4 separate regions of the Sus scrofa genome follow, and all the other regions are linked to region 1. A link is a contact called in public Hi-C, HiChIP or PLAC-seq and promoter capture Hi-C data. All regions are on one chromosome and are shown on one strand. The core of a region is the stretch at or near the end of the contact, and the rest is flanking DNA. Distances in the headings are between cores, read along the strand shown.

Evidence for each region. Promoter capture Hi-C pulls out the DNA fragments that hold promoters and counts their contacts. A called contact is a pair of places that touch in the nucleus more often than the background predicts. HiChIP or PLAC-seq counts read pairs in DNA pulled down with a chosen protein or histone mark.
Region 2: a contact with region 1 is called in an H3K27ac HiChIP or PLAC-seq map of skeletal muscle, with 9 times the contacts expected there. The contact joins the enhancer-like site here to the promoter of ZEB2 in region 1. A contact is called at or near these places in 2 of 5 promoter capture datasets (fetal skeletal muscle and liver), 4 of 47 Hi-C or Micro-C datasets (embryonic fibroblasts, fetal skeletal muscle, heart right ventricle and 1 more) and 1 of 2 datasets of contacts at active chromatin or transcription factors (skeletal muscle).
Region 3: a contact with region 1 is called in a Hi-C map of fetal skeletal muscle, with 2.4 times the contacts expected there. The contact joins the enhancer-like site here to the promoter of ZEB2 in region 1. A contact is called at or near these places in 3 of 5 promoter capture datasets (fetal liver, fetal skeletal muscle and liver), 5 of 47 Hi-C or Micro-C datasets (alveolar macrophages, embryonic fibroblasts, fetal skeletal muscle and 2 more) and 1 of 2 datasets of contacts at active chromatin or transcription factors (skeletal muscle).
Region 4: a promoter capture Hi-C map of fetal skeletal muscle shows a contact between it and region 1, with 2.7 times the contacts expected there. The contact joins the enhancer-like site here to the promoter of ZEB2 in region 1. A contact is called at or near these places in 1 of 5 promoter capture datasets (fetal skeletal muscle), 3 of 47 Hi-C or Micro-C datasets (embryonic fibroblasts, fibroblasts and retroperitoneal adipose tissue) and 2 of 2 datasets of contacts at active chromatin or transcription factors (alveolar macrophages and skeletal muscle).

Annotation. Positions count from the first base shown.
Region 1 is chr15:7,496,993-7,500,506 of Sscrofa11.1, reverse strand. ZEB2 (zinc finger E-box-binding homeobox 2) reads right to left here and starts at 1,628. Exons shown (of 10, transcript XM_021076506.1): 1 at 1,164-1,628. LOC110257199 reads left to right here. Exons shown (of 2, transcript XR_002339482.1): 2 at 1,184-1,277.
Region 2 is chr15:8,460,746-8,464,259 of Sscrofa11.1, reverse strand. All of the region lies in intron 8 of ARHGAP15 (rho GTPase-activating protein 15), which reads left to right. Among named protein-coding and RNA genes, the nearest start is that of ARHGAP15, 350 kb to the left of the region's middle. Within about 2 kb of position 1,724, at least 21 of the 83 cell types and tissues checked have an H3K27ac peak or open chromatin away from gene starts, as enhancers often do. A contact at or near this core is called in fetal skeletal muscle and skeletal muscle, where this site is marked.
Region 3 is chr15:8,412,183-8,415,696 of Sscrofa11.1, reverse strand. All of the region lies in intron 9 of ARHGAP15 (rho GTPase-activating protein 15), which reads left to right. Among named protein-coding and RNA genes, the nearest start is that of ARHGAP15, 400 kb to the left of the region's middle. Within about 2 kb of position 1,581, at least 11 of the 83 cell types and tissues checked have an H3K27ac peak or open chromatin away from gene starts, as enhancers often do. A contact at or near this core is called in fetal skeletal muscle, where this site is marked.
Region 4 is chr15:6,951,542-6,955,055 of Sscrofa11.1, reverse strand. No RefSeq gene overlaps it. Among named protein-coding and RNA genes, the nearest start is that of ZEB2, 550 kb to the left of the region's middle. Within about 2 kb of position 1,760, at least 5 of the 83 cell types and tissues checked have an H3K27ac peak or open chromatin away from gene starts, as enhancers often do. A contact at or near this core is called in fetal skeletal muscle, where this site is marked.

The DNA of each region.
Region 1 (3,514 bases), core at 379-2,878:
AAATGGTCACACAAGTATCTGGGATGAAACAGCTGGCCTGTCTGTATTCATGCTGAGACTTACACACGATTGCATATAAATATATGTTTAATAAAGTAAGCTGCTAGTTTTATGAGCATTTGTGTGTGAGGGAGAGACAGGGCATTTGTGCTGTAAACTTTATCTTTGCCTGTTATTTCTAACTCTGGAGTTAGTAATCTTGCCTTCATCATTATAGGGGGAGCATGTAAAATATATAAGTAAGTGGGAGATAAACACATTCATGTTAGCGGGGCTCACCACTGTTCCTGGGAACTCCTGCTATCTCTCTTGACTTTTCAGTGCCAAAGTATGGCATGGAATATTTGTATGTATGTGTCTCCTGTGAAATCCATGTCTATATTACTTTGCCATTTGAAATACAATTTCAAAAGTTATCCCTAATTTAAAACTCTAATATCCTGACAGTTTTCTTCCCAACTGTAGTGACCCCCCCCCCCACTACTTTGGTAAACGACTCAAGTTCCATGAGGACTTTCACTTCTTTATTTATCATCACAGAAGTGAGGTGTTACTTCACATACACACACACACAAAGAATGAAATAAAGAAATGAAACTCGCTAAGCAGACAAAAACAAGCAACTTTCTGCTTAGAAAACAGCCTTCTTCGGTAGAAAAGGTTGGACTGCCATATCTAAGAGAAAGACTTGCTCCCGAATTTGGTAGGTTTGTATCCATCAAGTTTTGTAATTATTAACAGGTATTTGCCAAGTTTTAATTGCTGAATACAATGAATTGGAATTAGACATGACAATAGAGCAGAACCTCTCCCCCTGAAGAGTTTTTATTCCAACCACATAGTTCTCAATAAAACTTTTCCTAGGCTGGGTAGCAAAAGGCACCTTTGGTTACCTGAATGGACAGGTACAGGGCAAATTATTTGGAGGAGGAAAAAAGAGAAAAGGAAGGAGAGAGAGAGGGAGTGAGAGAGAAATCCAAGAAGTCACTCTTGGGAAAAGCTTGCCGTAAAGGAGCTAAACCCACCTGAAATTCCTACCCACAGACACTCCTTCGCACTTCAGACTCCCATCCTCACTTAAAAGGAGAAAATCATGAAAGGAGGGTGGGGGATGACCATGCCAAAAAGGAATAAAAAGAGAGAAAAGGGGGAAAAAAACCTACCTGCGAAGTCTTGTTTGTAGTTTTGGCCAGAAATGGTGAGAAGAAAAAGCATGAAGAAGCCGCGAAGTGTGGGGAAGAAAAAGGTGGAAGCGAAGAAACAGCTCCCGGAGCAAACTGTACAAAACCTCGCCAAGAGTGTCGGGAGGCAGGACCGTTATTCCTGCGGAGCAGGTTAGAACTGATCTCTTTCGGCCACTCCAGGAAACACAAACCTGGGGACGGACTGACGTGTTACGCCTCTTCTAATGACATTTTTTTCTTTTTCTTTTCTGTAGGAGAGAGAGAGACCCTGAAACACGCGCCACCTATCTTTGTGGGGAGGGATAATTGAAGCGCCCTGAGCGTGAGCATCATGTGAAAACGTGATCGCCAAGTTTCTCTCTGGGAAAGGATCTGGGATAGATTATACCTTGAAGTCTCCGCAAACGCTTTAGTGGAAGAAATGAAATTCCACCTCCCTCCCTTCCTCTCTCCCTCCCTCTCGCCTCCCTCCCTCCCTTCTCCACGCCCCCCCCCCCCCCGTAAAGCCTTTGGCATCATTATCCTCATCTCCTCATCACTAAATCCTACAGAGTACAGGGCGGAAAACGGTGCACACCATTCACAGAACTGGAGAACTCTTAAGGGGCGAAAGTTAAAGGGAAAGATCCCGGTTCTTCAATCCAGATCGCTTCTTCTTATACAGATATCTCTAATGACCAGATTTGAGATGCACATTAAGTTGTGTGGATTTCTCAGCACAGCTTCTGGAACTAAATTTTTTGCCCTTTCTCTTATTTTTTTGTCTTTTTAGATGCCAGAGCCAGAAAAAAAAAATGTTGCATGTGAACTGCATTTTAGGGTGTGTGTTGGGGGTGTGTGTGTGTGATGAATTTCTGGATTGGATCCCAATACTAAAAAGTGGTTTGGCATTTTTAAAAAGGGTCTCTAAGTGAATTAACATAGCGGGCTGAGTTGCCTCGATCTCTGAGTCTCTCTACATCTCACGGAGACCTCACTACAAAGTGAGGGAGTGTGTGTGTGTGTGTGTGTGTGTGTGTGTGTGTGTAGGGAGGCAGGAGGAATAGGAGAAAGGCCATAGAGGAACTTAGCAGGGAAGGATGAGCATGATATTAAACGGCATGGGGTCTAAGTTTTGGAGTATACATTTTTTGATATTGCAATTAAAGTAAAATTAAAAAGAAAAGACTCCACCTTTGCTCTGAAGGGATTGGTTATGTAAATATGGAAGGGATTTCCTGGAGAATACAGCTTTCTACTGTATGGTTAATTAAATAATCACTCAAAAGCTTCCAACGTGACGCTTCTGTCGTAATCCAATCAGGTTACATAGGTCCTAAACAAGAAAGATATTTTCCACATCTGGAAGTCAGCAATTTAGCAAGTACTGCACATTATTAACCAATTCAGAGCCCACTTCCCAGGGGAATTTTTTTTGAAGTTTAAGTGTTCTTAACCAATGCTCTGCTGTTTTGTTAATCAAAAAGCTGGTTTACACTGCACATAATTGGAACTAATATAGAAGTAAATAAAGACAGCCAAATTTGAGGATGCTGAGCACAGGCATTTATAGGAAAAGGAAGAAATCTCTTAGCCTCCAGTGGTTCAGGCTCAGTTTCTTAAAGAACTGTGAGGTTTTTTTGTTGTTGTTGTTGTTGTTGTTGTTTTAAGAGTGAAAGTGCTTGAGAACCTCAGAGCACAAATAAACTTTCAGTCCCACTGCCTTTGGGCTTTCTTGCAAAGGTAAAGGTGGAGGTGTCAAGAGGACTGAAGAGCAGCCTCATGCCAAAATTTTCTGCTTTAATATTGTTAATATGTTACAGCCCCCTGTTTTCAGTCTGATGAAATCTGAAACAAATAACACCCTGATCCAACACTAGACTTTTACTTATATTAAGATAAACTGCTTTGAACTGTGCTTTGAAATGTGTGCCTAAAGCAAGACTTTGAATGCAAGACTCACTGGCAATTGCACTCAGAGGAGGGAAAAGCCACCACAAGAGTTGCCACATCCACACTCCCAGAGGTGCATGTCTTTGTATTTTGTATGTTTATTTTTTTTAAGGGGGGGAGCAGTAGCCACCCAGCATGACCACAGCTAGTTCTGACTTTAGCCTACAAGAAAGTACATTTTCACTATTGGTTACAGACTCACTTCTTTCCCACCTTGAGTATTTATTACACTGAGAATCTTCTCACCCATCCCATTACAGATAAATTACCTGTAGAGGAGCATTCAAGATCATCAGTGTAAAATTAATAATAAAAAAAGAAAACTAAAGACTTCCAACAGAGGTCAGGCACATTCTCCACCTTATGTTGTGCATTTCTTTTAATATTTCTATCTCTAT
Region 2 (3,514 bases), core at 475-2,974, 960 kb before region 1:
AATGTCTCAAGAAGCTTTCAGAGACCTTTAAAACCCAAAGACATTTTTTTTCCCAAGACCAGAAGTTCTGTTTTGCTGAAAGTAAATAAGCTTAAAGAAAATCAAGAACTCAGCCTATTCAATAATCCAAAAGTTCGAATTTCAGAGGAGCTGGAACTTGGCGAAATGCATGTTCCCATCCCTAGCTCAATCTTCTCTATTCCCCCCTAGCTTAGGCTGAAACACATGGCGAGGATAGCAAACAGTGTACTCTCCTCTGTGACATCTGTGTCTGGAGGAGTGTCCTGGCAATTGGCCACAGGATCTTCTCCCCCTAGGGAAAGAGAAGGCTCAAAACCCCAAATAATAATAATCTATTACAGATTTCAGGTTACCAAAAGTTAAAGAAAAGGATAATAGCAAAACAGAGCATTGCTACATGTCAGAAGGAAGGCTACTGTAATTCCCCCCTTGGGGCATGTATTTTTCATATTATTATGCATAATTATGCATATAAATTTAAATATATTTCCATATTATATTCAAAACTCTTTTTCTAAATATGTAGAATAAAACAAAATCAATTGAGGGCAATGATGGCATTTAGAGTCAGATCTAAAATTCCTAATCACTGGAAGAATTAGGCCAGTAGTGGGCGCCTAGAGCCACAGACCTGGCTCCTCTAGAACATTCTTCTGGATTTAGGACAGTTTTTCCAATAAAGTTAAATCTGGGATTAAAGAGACATAAAGATGTGCTGACAAAATCCTAGAAATGATGGTTGAGATGTTTGAATAGAACCTTTACCCTGCTCCTTACTCTTAGGCAAGTGACTTAAGCAATTTGGGTGTCTTTTCTCTCATCTCAAAAGTAAGGAACGTTTATTCTTATATGTCCTAAAATTCACTCCAGTCTGTGACTCCAACATAAACTATGCCCAAGAATGGGGTTATCTGGTGGTCAAAAAAAAGGGAAAGCTTGGCAATTTGATTACAATTAACTCATATAGGAAAAGAAATAAAATATTTGGGATAATAATTGGATTTTGGCAGAAAGTAAATTTCCCATCACTCTTTTTTAATGGAGGGAAGAGTTAATCTGAAGGTGTGACTGGAAAGCAGAAATCCATTTAATTTGTCACAGATTTGGCAACCATCGTCTCCATAAAGGACGCCTGATAGATTTAAAGTAGAGAACAAATAAAACAGCCTATATTATGACCACATCAAATGTCACAATCATATGGGTCTTTCTGGGTCTTTTCCTAGTTTTTTTCCCCTTCTTTAGAAATGTATGTTATGAATTATGATTATTGCAGTGGAGCCAAGAATTCACCGGCTCCAGCTAGATCTTTGTTTAGCAAGCATAAGCTCACTGCCAGCTGCAAATTGCAGCTGTCTGTCAGCATTTGTGAGGACAAACCGCTCCACTATCCCAGATCACTTAGCCGTGGACTACATACTGTGTCCTCAGTTCTGCTCAGCCCACCCTTTGCATTTTCTAATTCCCTTCCTGTGGGGGAGGGTCTCAGTGGCTTGCAAGCACATTTTGGAGCAAATAGCTTGAAGCTTATGTCAAAATGATGCCTCTAATAGAGGGTTCTGTCCCAGTAAAACTACTTTGTGAGAGACTAACTGACTCTGGCCTGACAATTCCTGATTTCCGATGTCCTCAAGAAGGCATGGGAGGCTGCCACTCTGACAACCAACCGTTCTTCAGGACAGAGTGACCGCTGGGGAGAGTGCCAAGAGAACAGGCCCCAGGCCAGGAGCCTGTCTCAGAGCTAGAGAATGTGGGGGTGAGAAAGCCATGGCCGCAGGGCAAAGCCAGAGGAAGAACATGGTCCAGGACGCTGAGCGTGCCGTCTTCCTGGGCCATAGCGTGGAGGAGCAGGAGGCAAGACTCAATGGAATCCTTATCTTGGGGGGAATCCTAGTCTTGAATGTTCAAGTAAACTTGGAAACTGTCACATAAGGAGGGGCTTTGAGTGATGATACATTTTGCTTGTGTAGCATTTGCTAGCCTCCTAAGCAATTTTTTTTCTTTAAATTTCTAGGCATGCTTAGAATGGAGAGAAGCTGGCAGCACCACACCATATTTAATTAGAGTACTTGTAAACTTAACCAAAGTCTTCCCAGTTTTATCATCAGAGTAACTCATAGGAGTTCTAAGAATCATTTGTTTAGAGGCTTGTCAGTGTTAGAAATATCCTGGGAATTATCCCAAAAACCTAGGAATACCCTGCTTTTCCCAGGCATTGGCATACAGTAAACTGTGAGCTTTTTAGAGGGTCAGAACTAGGACCGGAGGTTCTTTAGGCCTTGGAATGCTCACTGTAGGAAGCATGAGATATGATCAGTCAGTATTTGTGAAAGGTATGCTTTTAAATTTTGTTTAATAATATTTTCAAATAAAAAAAATAAATCTGAAATTCTTCCCACTCATGAGGGTATTATGAAAATTGCTCTTTGTTATGTAAGAGTATTGTTTCAGTAAGGAATTTGCCCTCTTGGGAAGAAAGGCACAATGCAAATTCAAATTAGTAATAAAACTGTACAATATGTAGCATATGGTCAAAGTTGGCCTGAGTCACTCACTGGAGAAAAATGTTCTAAGGCTTGGGAAAAGTCACATCCCTAGTGTGTGTGTGTGTGTGTGTGTGTGTGTGTGTGTGTGTGTAGGGCTGCATATGTTTGTGGACAGGGGAGCAATGACCCAGCATAAACACTTTCTTTCCCACAACTTTAACATACACACAATACTTAAAATAGTTTCATTCAGGGGTAGGAACCGTGAGAGTCACAGGATCATTAAACAATAGCAAAGCTCTGTTAGTCCATGATCTTTCCATATTCAAGAGGATTGTAAAATAAAAACAAGACTCTGCAAGAGATCGATATTTTCCAAAGGGATAGCAACTTACAGCACAAGAGTATTTGGATTGCTAAGTGCCTTTATTTCTGTCTGTGCTGCCGTTTGCTGCTTTGTTCATTGTGAAACCTTTTTTTGCTGGATGTGTTACATGTGATGAGCTTTGGTGTTATAATAAACAGAGAGGAAGGCTGCAATAATGTATTTCAGTTAGGAAGAAGCACTTGAAAGAAATTGGTTTTGCTATACACATGATGTGAGCCAATCAATAGTGGTTTAGTCTGACAAGCACTGTCAATATCCATTGTCACAGTTCAGAAAGTCTTTAATGGATAGTTCTTCAAAACCCAATGATTTCAACACATGTTCAAAGTCTTGAAATACATTTTACCTGGCAGAAATTAATCACAGATAAACTCGTAGGCTTGTACACAAGTTTTTTTTTTTTATCTGAGAGCCAAATATATGTTGAAAAATTTATATATTAATATATTTAATTTTATAATAATGAATATATATATATATTTAGTTTATGCAAGAGCTAAAGGCAGAATCTAATAATACCAGATACATAGTAAATGCCCAATAAATGTTTAAAAAAAAATGAGAGGCACTGGGATGGGAGAGTGAGGAGCACTTTCCATACCACCTGTTCTGTTTACCT
Region 3 (3,514 bases), core at 332-2,831, 920 kb before region 1:
CATCCTGTAAATGGTGAACCAGTCCTTTTTCTACGCAATAATACCATACGTTGCCAAAGACTTCCTTTGTATAATAATGGAGTTAAATGAATGAATATGTTTCTACACTAAATTTACTTTTATGCATCCAACATATTTTTGTTTGTAAGGGAATTGGGCTAGTTTTAAAAAATTTTTAAATTTCATTTGGATTTGCATTCATCCTTTGGAAAATAGTTATGACTCATTCTTCCTCCATGATTCCCAATTCTGGTTAATATGCCCCCAAACTATTTAACAACATTAAAATGATACATGCAGATCTATTGCAAATAATATGAATGCACTTAATATCACTAGGTGTACACTTAAAAATGGTTAAAATGATAAATTTTATATTAGGTTTTTTTTTTTTTTACCACAATTAAAAATAAGTAATACCAGGTCTTCCACATTTGATGATTCCAGCTATAAGCTACTTTGCAGAATGCCTCAGCAGATGCTAACCAACAATTTTGTCCTCTCTTTCTTTTTTCTGGAACACAAAATACTATGACAAGAATGATACACAAAATTACATATTTGACTCGGTGCCTAAAAGCCACCCTGGGATCCATAACCTTGCTTAAAGATTTAAGAAAGACCTTTAGTCTCCTTCTGAGAAGGTCCTTAGCCTCGAAAACTTTATCTCTCTACTTGACTTCTTAGCAGCTGTTATATTTTTTTGCTGTCGTTTGTTTGACAGGATCCAGTTATAGGTTCCGATGTCTGTTTAAAGAAACAAGGAGGCTGTTGGCTTTAAAATTCCCTCATTGCTTGTGTGATCAGCATTTTCCCAGGCTTTTCTACATAGTTTGCCAAGCAAAGGGACTGACCTTTTGTAGCAAACACTTTTTCATTTCAAAATGCTCACTTTGATTTTTGTCCCATTTTATGCTCATTCCAAACTGTTTACAACCCACTAAAAATGACTGTGAATTATATGTTTGTGTAATGGATTCCTTTTGTGGTCGGAGTGGAATGTTTACTTTGAACAATTAGTTATCTTTGGGTAGATTATAGCAACTTGGAAAAAGAATGGCTAAAATTATTATTATACCTTAGCTGTTTCTTTTTGGTAATTCCTCTTCTGTTACATGATGTTTGAGAAAAAGTCACAGTAAGAATCCAATAAGATTATAGTTTCTCTAATTATGTGACTATTTATTTGGATGTATTTGTTAATAGCATAGGAAGGTATGGTTATACACCTACACAGGAATATGCTTATCTGAGTCATAAAAATTCAGAACAAGGACTGTACATAAATACATGGATATTTACTACTACATATAGTACGTGTTTTACTTAATATGCGTATTAAGTAAGGCATACACATGTATGTATTTATTATAAAAAGAATAGACATGATTGTAGTATAGCCATTAGGCTGATATTCAGTGCAACCGTTTGCCTCTTGAGATATTACTAAGTGTTCACTTGCAAAAATAAAACTACATCGTCTTTTCCCATTGCCTGATGATCTAGGCCCCTGCAGGGCAGATCATAATGCCTTCTCTAGACGAGATCTGCTCCCAGCTCTGCTAATTTTGTACTGTTCATTCTTTCCCACTTTGGGGTAATCTATTATAGTTGGATCCAGGCACGCACCAGAGGCTGATACTTCCATGAAGAATGTGCAATTTGTACTGTTTAGTTTGTGACGAGATTCTTGAAAACTTTTATGATTCTATCTTGTTCCAGGGAGACTTCTGCTTGCCGGTTTTATAAGCAGTGAGTGAAAAAAAAAGTAACAAAAACAAAACAAACTGATAAAAAATTACATGCTCAAAAAGTAAAATCAAAAGTTCAAGATAAGCACTATTTCTTTTTCCCCAGAGAATATTTGTGGACTGAACAAAAATGTTTCTGAGGGCATGGACCTATGTGTTCCTTTTTTTTTTTTTAAGTGCTTGCTTTTTATGCCTAAAGTTAGACATCCACATTGTTTACAATAGAGATGATCCTCAAAGAAGTTCCATGAAAGTTTGCAGCAAATTTTCCTTAGTTTCTACTTCTGGGTTAAAATTAAGTCCAATTTAGTGTTTTTGGTATTTTCTGTTTTATTTTGTTTTGTTTTGTTTTGTTTTAATGCAACCCAATGACAGCCACCTTCCTGACAGCAATAGTGTTGTGCTGGGTCCAAGTTGGAATTGGCTCTTTGGGGTAGTCATGCTGGGGCCTCTGTGTCTGTAAGAAAGCCACATTCAGGGCTAGAAAGGGAAGATAAAATTAAAAAAAAAAAAAAAAAAAAAAAGAGTAAACAGGAAACATCCAGGGAGAGTATAAAAGAGAAACTGGGAAAAGACAACCAAAAGAAATCAGAGATGACAAGGTGGGGAGAGAGAAAAAAGCTGTGTTTTGCAATTAAGAAAACAAATGTTGATAAAAGGGCATGCTTGTAAGGTCTATAATGAAGAGAAGACAGACTATTGAACCAGTTGCCATCTCTGCTGTAGTTACCTGATACCTGTTCCCTGATTCAGAGAAATGTACTCTTGCTTTAGCAAATGCTTCTAAGTTAAATCTTGTCACACATGGCAAGATTACACTGAATGTTCACAAATTCTATGTATAGATGTGGTTATTAATTAATTCACTTTACTTATTAGTGAAATTTCATGGACTTTATCTACATTAAGCAACACACAACGGTCTTATTATCAAAAAAGAGAGCTTAATTATAACAGAAGTTAACGTGGAAGTGAATGCGCAGTTCAATAACCAGAAAGGCTATCTAACATATCCAGCAATGTGGCTCTGGTCAAATCAGTCAGCGGATATTCCCACACTTTTGAGTCCAGAATGCATACAAATAAATAATGTCTCTCCCCAGATAAAGGCTGAGTCTAATTTCCATCCTCCGCCCCCACTCCCACCCTCTTTCTAAAGTTTAGGTTCTTAGCATACTTTTCCCTTGGAGTCAGTTGGACGGAAACAGAGCCAAAATTAATACCCTAGGAAATTAGCCTCTGGTTGTAGATGGAGGATTTAAATAATGCAACACCTCAACATGTCAAGATGCAACAGTTTAAATTATGCTTTGGTGGTGTCATTTATATGATGAGAATTCTGGGTCTGGGAGTTTTTCCATTATAAGCCCTGATATTCAGAAGTTAATAGTTCAACCATAAAAATAATCTTGGCTGAAAGTTGGCAGAATCTTTAAGCCTAAAAGCAAATGTTTACAAAATTTGAGGGAAAAAAAATGCATTTGGAATGCGTTCAGGTTTTCAAGAAATGTGAGTAATAATAATAATAATAATAATAATAATAATAACAACAACAACAACAAGGCAGTTAGAGATTTTCAAGTACTTATTGACTTGGGATTCAAAACTGGATTTGTAGTTTTTAAATAATTTTTTATTCTTGTTGTATTATGTAACCCAACTGATTACAAACTAAATTATCCACACTTTGACAAGAGTGTCACATCATTTTTTGAATTACTCTGTTCTTTATTGGTTGAACAAGAACCTATGTATTATATTTT
Region 4 (3,514 bases), core at 511-3,010, 550 kb after region 1:
TAACAGTCAGACATTTATGACATTAACATGCTAATGTACTAGTCTCTCCTGTCTCTATTTTCTGTCTCTCTCTTCCTCATTCCCTCTCTCTCCCCTCAAACTCTCTTTAGTCTTTTCTGGAAGTGTTTTATCATCCCTTCTTCTTTGTGTGTTTTTATATTGGGACCTGTCCTGAGAAAACCTTTGTGGATGAATCATGTCGTTTTGTTTTTTTGTTTGTCGTTTTAGGGCCACACACATGGAGGTTCCCAGGCTAGGGGTCAAATTGGACCTGTAGCTTCTGGCCTACACCACGGCCACAGCAAATGCAGGATCTGAGCCACGTCTGTGACCTACACCACAGCTCATGGCAGTGCTGGATCCTTAACCCACTGAGTGAGGCCAGGGACTGAGCCTGCGTCCTCATGGATACTTGTCAGATTCATTTCCGCTGAGCCACGATGGGAACTCCGATCACATTGTTTTTATTGAGGAAGAAACTCTTACTTTTCCCCCTCTCTCCCTCAAAGTACTTTTCTCTAAACTCCTTCTTCCTTACCATTGAGGTTCTTAGATGGAGAAGGCCAAAGCTCAGCTATAGAATTTAGGTCAAATGTCTCAAATCCAAAGCCAGGTAGGTGATGAAAATGAACAAAGTAGATCTGGTATAAGAGACACCACAGTGAGTGGCAGATGCTGGACATGTTGCCTCATGAACAGAGCAGTCATGTTTTAGCTCTGGAAAAATGTCCCAAGTTGGCCTATATTTCCTGTGGTCCAGATCTTTTTTTTTCTTCCCCATAAAAATAGCAGTATGCTTTTTAAAATATAAAATCTTCTGGTTTTTAAATGTTTGCAAATGAATCCATATTTTCAAGAATACATTGAAGGCCAATACACTTATGAGTCTGTTCTAGCTTGTAGTCACCAATTCATAATTTTAGGTCCATAGGATATGGGTAAACTGTGTTGGCTGTCCACTTAGCCTGGGGCGGCATAAGTCTGTCTATAACTTAGAAAATAAGAGTTTTCCACTCTAGCCAAGGTTTGCAAGCTTTTTCCTGCTGCAACAGATGATTGAAGGTAATTTATTGGTTTATCCATAGCCACTGCAAGTATATCTCCTCTCCCATGACTTCACATGGAGTGAAGATGGGGTGAAGAATGGAGAGATTGTGGCTGGTGGCCAGGCAATATTCAGATGTTAATGATCCTGGATTCCTAGTAAAATAACGTTCAATTTTAACTTAAATGTACTAACATGGCATGCACTTTTCCATTTAGGAGATTTCTGTAACTTCTTTTTGGGCTTTAGTCTATAGACGTTGTTCCTTAACTCTGCAGTTGTGGCATTTTGTGGTTTCAAATCCATCCAGGAATGCCATGCTCTTGAGGATTTTCTTATTCCCACATTAAACACAAGAGCAGCATGATTATACAGAATGCATTTCCTGTCATTTGGCCTCTTGACATTTCCAGTATGCTCTATAGCCGAGCCTGGAAGGGGTTTTTATGTAGTTGCCATCTCTTGCACACACAAAAAAAGCAGGTCTGGAATCTCATTTCTTTTTTTCTCTAGGGAACATCCATGCTCTAAATTGACATCAACACATGATAGAAATTGGTCACTCCCTGATATAGTCATTCAGGAATTTTTGCTATTTTAAGGCCTATTATTATTTCCAGCAGTTGCTACTTCATCATTCAGCAAAATACAGTCATCCAGCACTTCCTGACATATCAGTAGTTCTGTTCAGGGCCTTAACTCCCCAGTAGCAAGCCCTGCCATGGAAGGCAGATGTGACAGGGGCGCAAGCTCACGGACTTGGCTCTAAGACACAATGTAGTACACCATGCTTCAGCCCTTGCTCTTTACTTTCCCTAAGGGTCTAGCCTTATCTAAATGAAACCAAGCAGATTTTGAGACTGTGCCCTTTTTCTGCTACTCTAACTGCATCTGCAACTTCATTTTGTGCAGTATGACCAATGAAGAAAGTGAAGAAAAGTACAGAAAAATAAACCTGTAGAGTTAGCTGTAAAATGCACAGGAGCAAAGAATAGAACAGAAGAGAAGAGGAAGAGAAAATATAAGACTCAGAATGAGTAAATAGGAGGGGATTAGGAAGACACATTCAATTTCAAGCTGCTCTTTCCTGTTTGACTTCTAAAGAGTATTTGAATGTCTTATAGAACTTCTTCAATTTTACATGCAGAAACTCAATGGGATGATTTTTTAAAAATCTCTCTTTGTTCCTATCCTTTATGCTGGTTCACTATAGATTTTATATCTGTCTCGTTATTAAATTAATGCTTCATAGGACATAATGCTTGCTGCTAGCCTGATCTTACATTCTTCTTAACTATGCCTTTGTTTTATTTTTGAGGTTTTTGAATCTTCAAGGTTTCAAAGCATGGACAACTGAAGATTCATTAACTTAAGCACTAATGAGTTTTTAAATAAAGGTTTGTATGGATGTAGCTTTACATACATAAAAGTTTAACCAACTCCAGAGAATAAATCAAGCGAGCATGGCAGGAAAGAGCATGTGAGTTCTCTGCAGCTGTGAGGAATTTAAAAAAAAAATGTAATTGAAAAGAGGTCATTTTAAACCATAGTTTTACCACATTATCAGTTTATAGTAGGTAGTACAGACTGGTTCCGAGCTGTTGTTTGCTTAGATGACTAAGTTGTCATTTTTAATTAGCTTTTATTTTTCTTAAAGGCTAATTGCTTTTTTGAAAAAAATCAAGATTACTTGACTGCTAATGACAAGAATATTATGGCTACATTTTTAAAAAATTCCCAAACCTACCAAATTGTACAGAACTATATTTCTTTAGAATGTTGTTTTTTACAATAAAGTACATATTTTTAAAACCAGAAAAACACATATTTACTAATAATATTTGTAAAATAAAATGCCTTGTTTTGGCAAGAGGGTCACTGTTAATGTATTTAACAAAATGTAAACATTTGTGGTTCTATTTGGCTTTAAAATATACTTATAATAATTATAACTTTCTGGACAAATGCACTATAGCAACAAAATAAATGTGTGATATATAAAAATACTTTTACTGATAGATCCTATTGGTAGGTTCATGCTATGAGGGGCCTCTTCTCTTCAGATCTGACTGTAAGGCAGGGTCATCCATATTTTCTTATTGTTGTAACTCCTGATATACAATGTTTAGGTGGAGGAATAGCACTAGGGTGTTGTCTTTGGCTGTACAATAGATTTTCTTTCTGCAGAGCTAATTGGTTCAAAGATTAAATAGGTAGTAAGGCTTTTTCCCATTCTAGGAAGCAGCCAGCTGAACTAAACATTTCAGAACCTTAATCAAATTCTCCTGGACTGCTTGCAAGGTTGCCATGTTCTGAGCACCTATTGCACGCCAGGTACTCTTAAAGCCAACAAAAAGCCTTATCCCCCAGGGGCTGCATATTCTAGTGAACAAAGACAAATTATAAATATGATGGATAAGTAAATCAAGTGATATTAGAAGGCAGTATGGTGCTAGGGGAAAAAAGTGA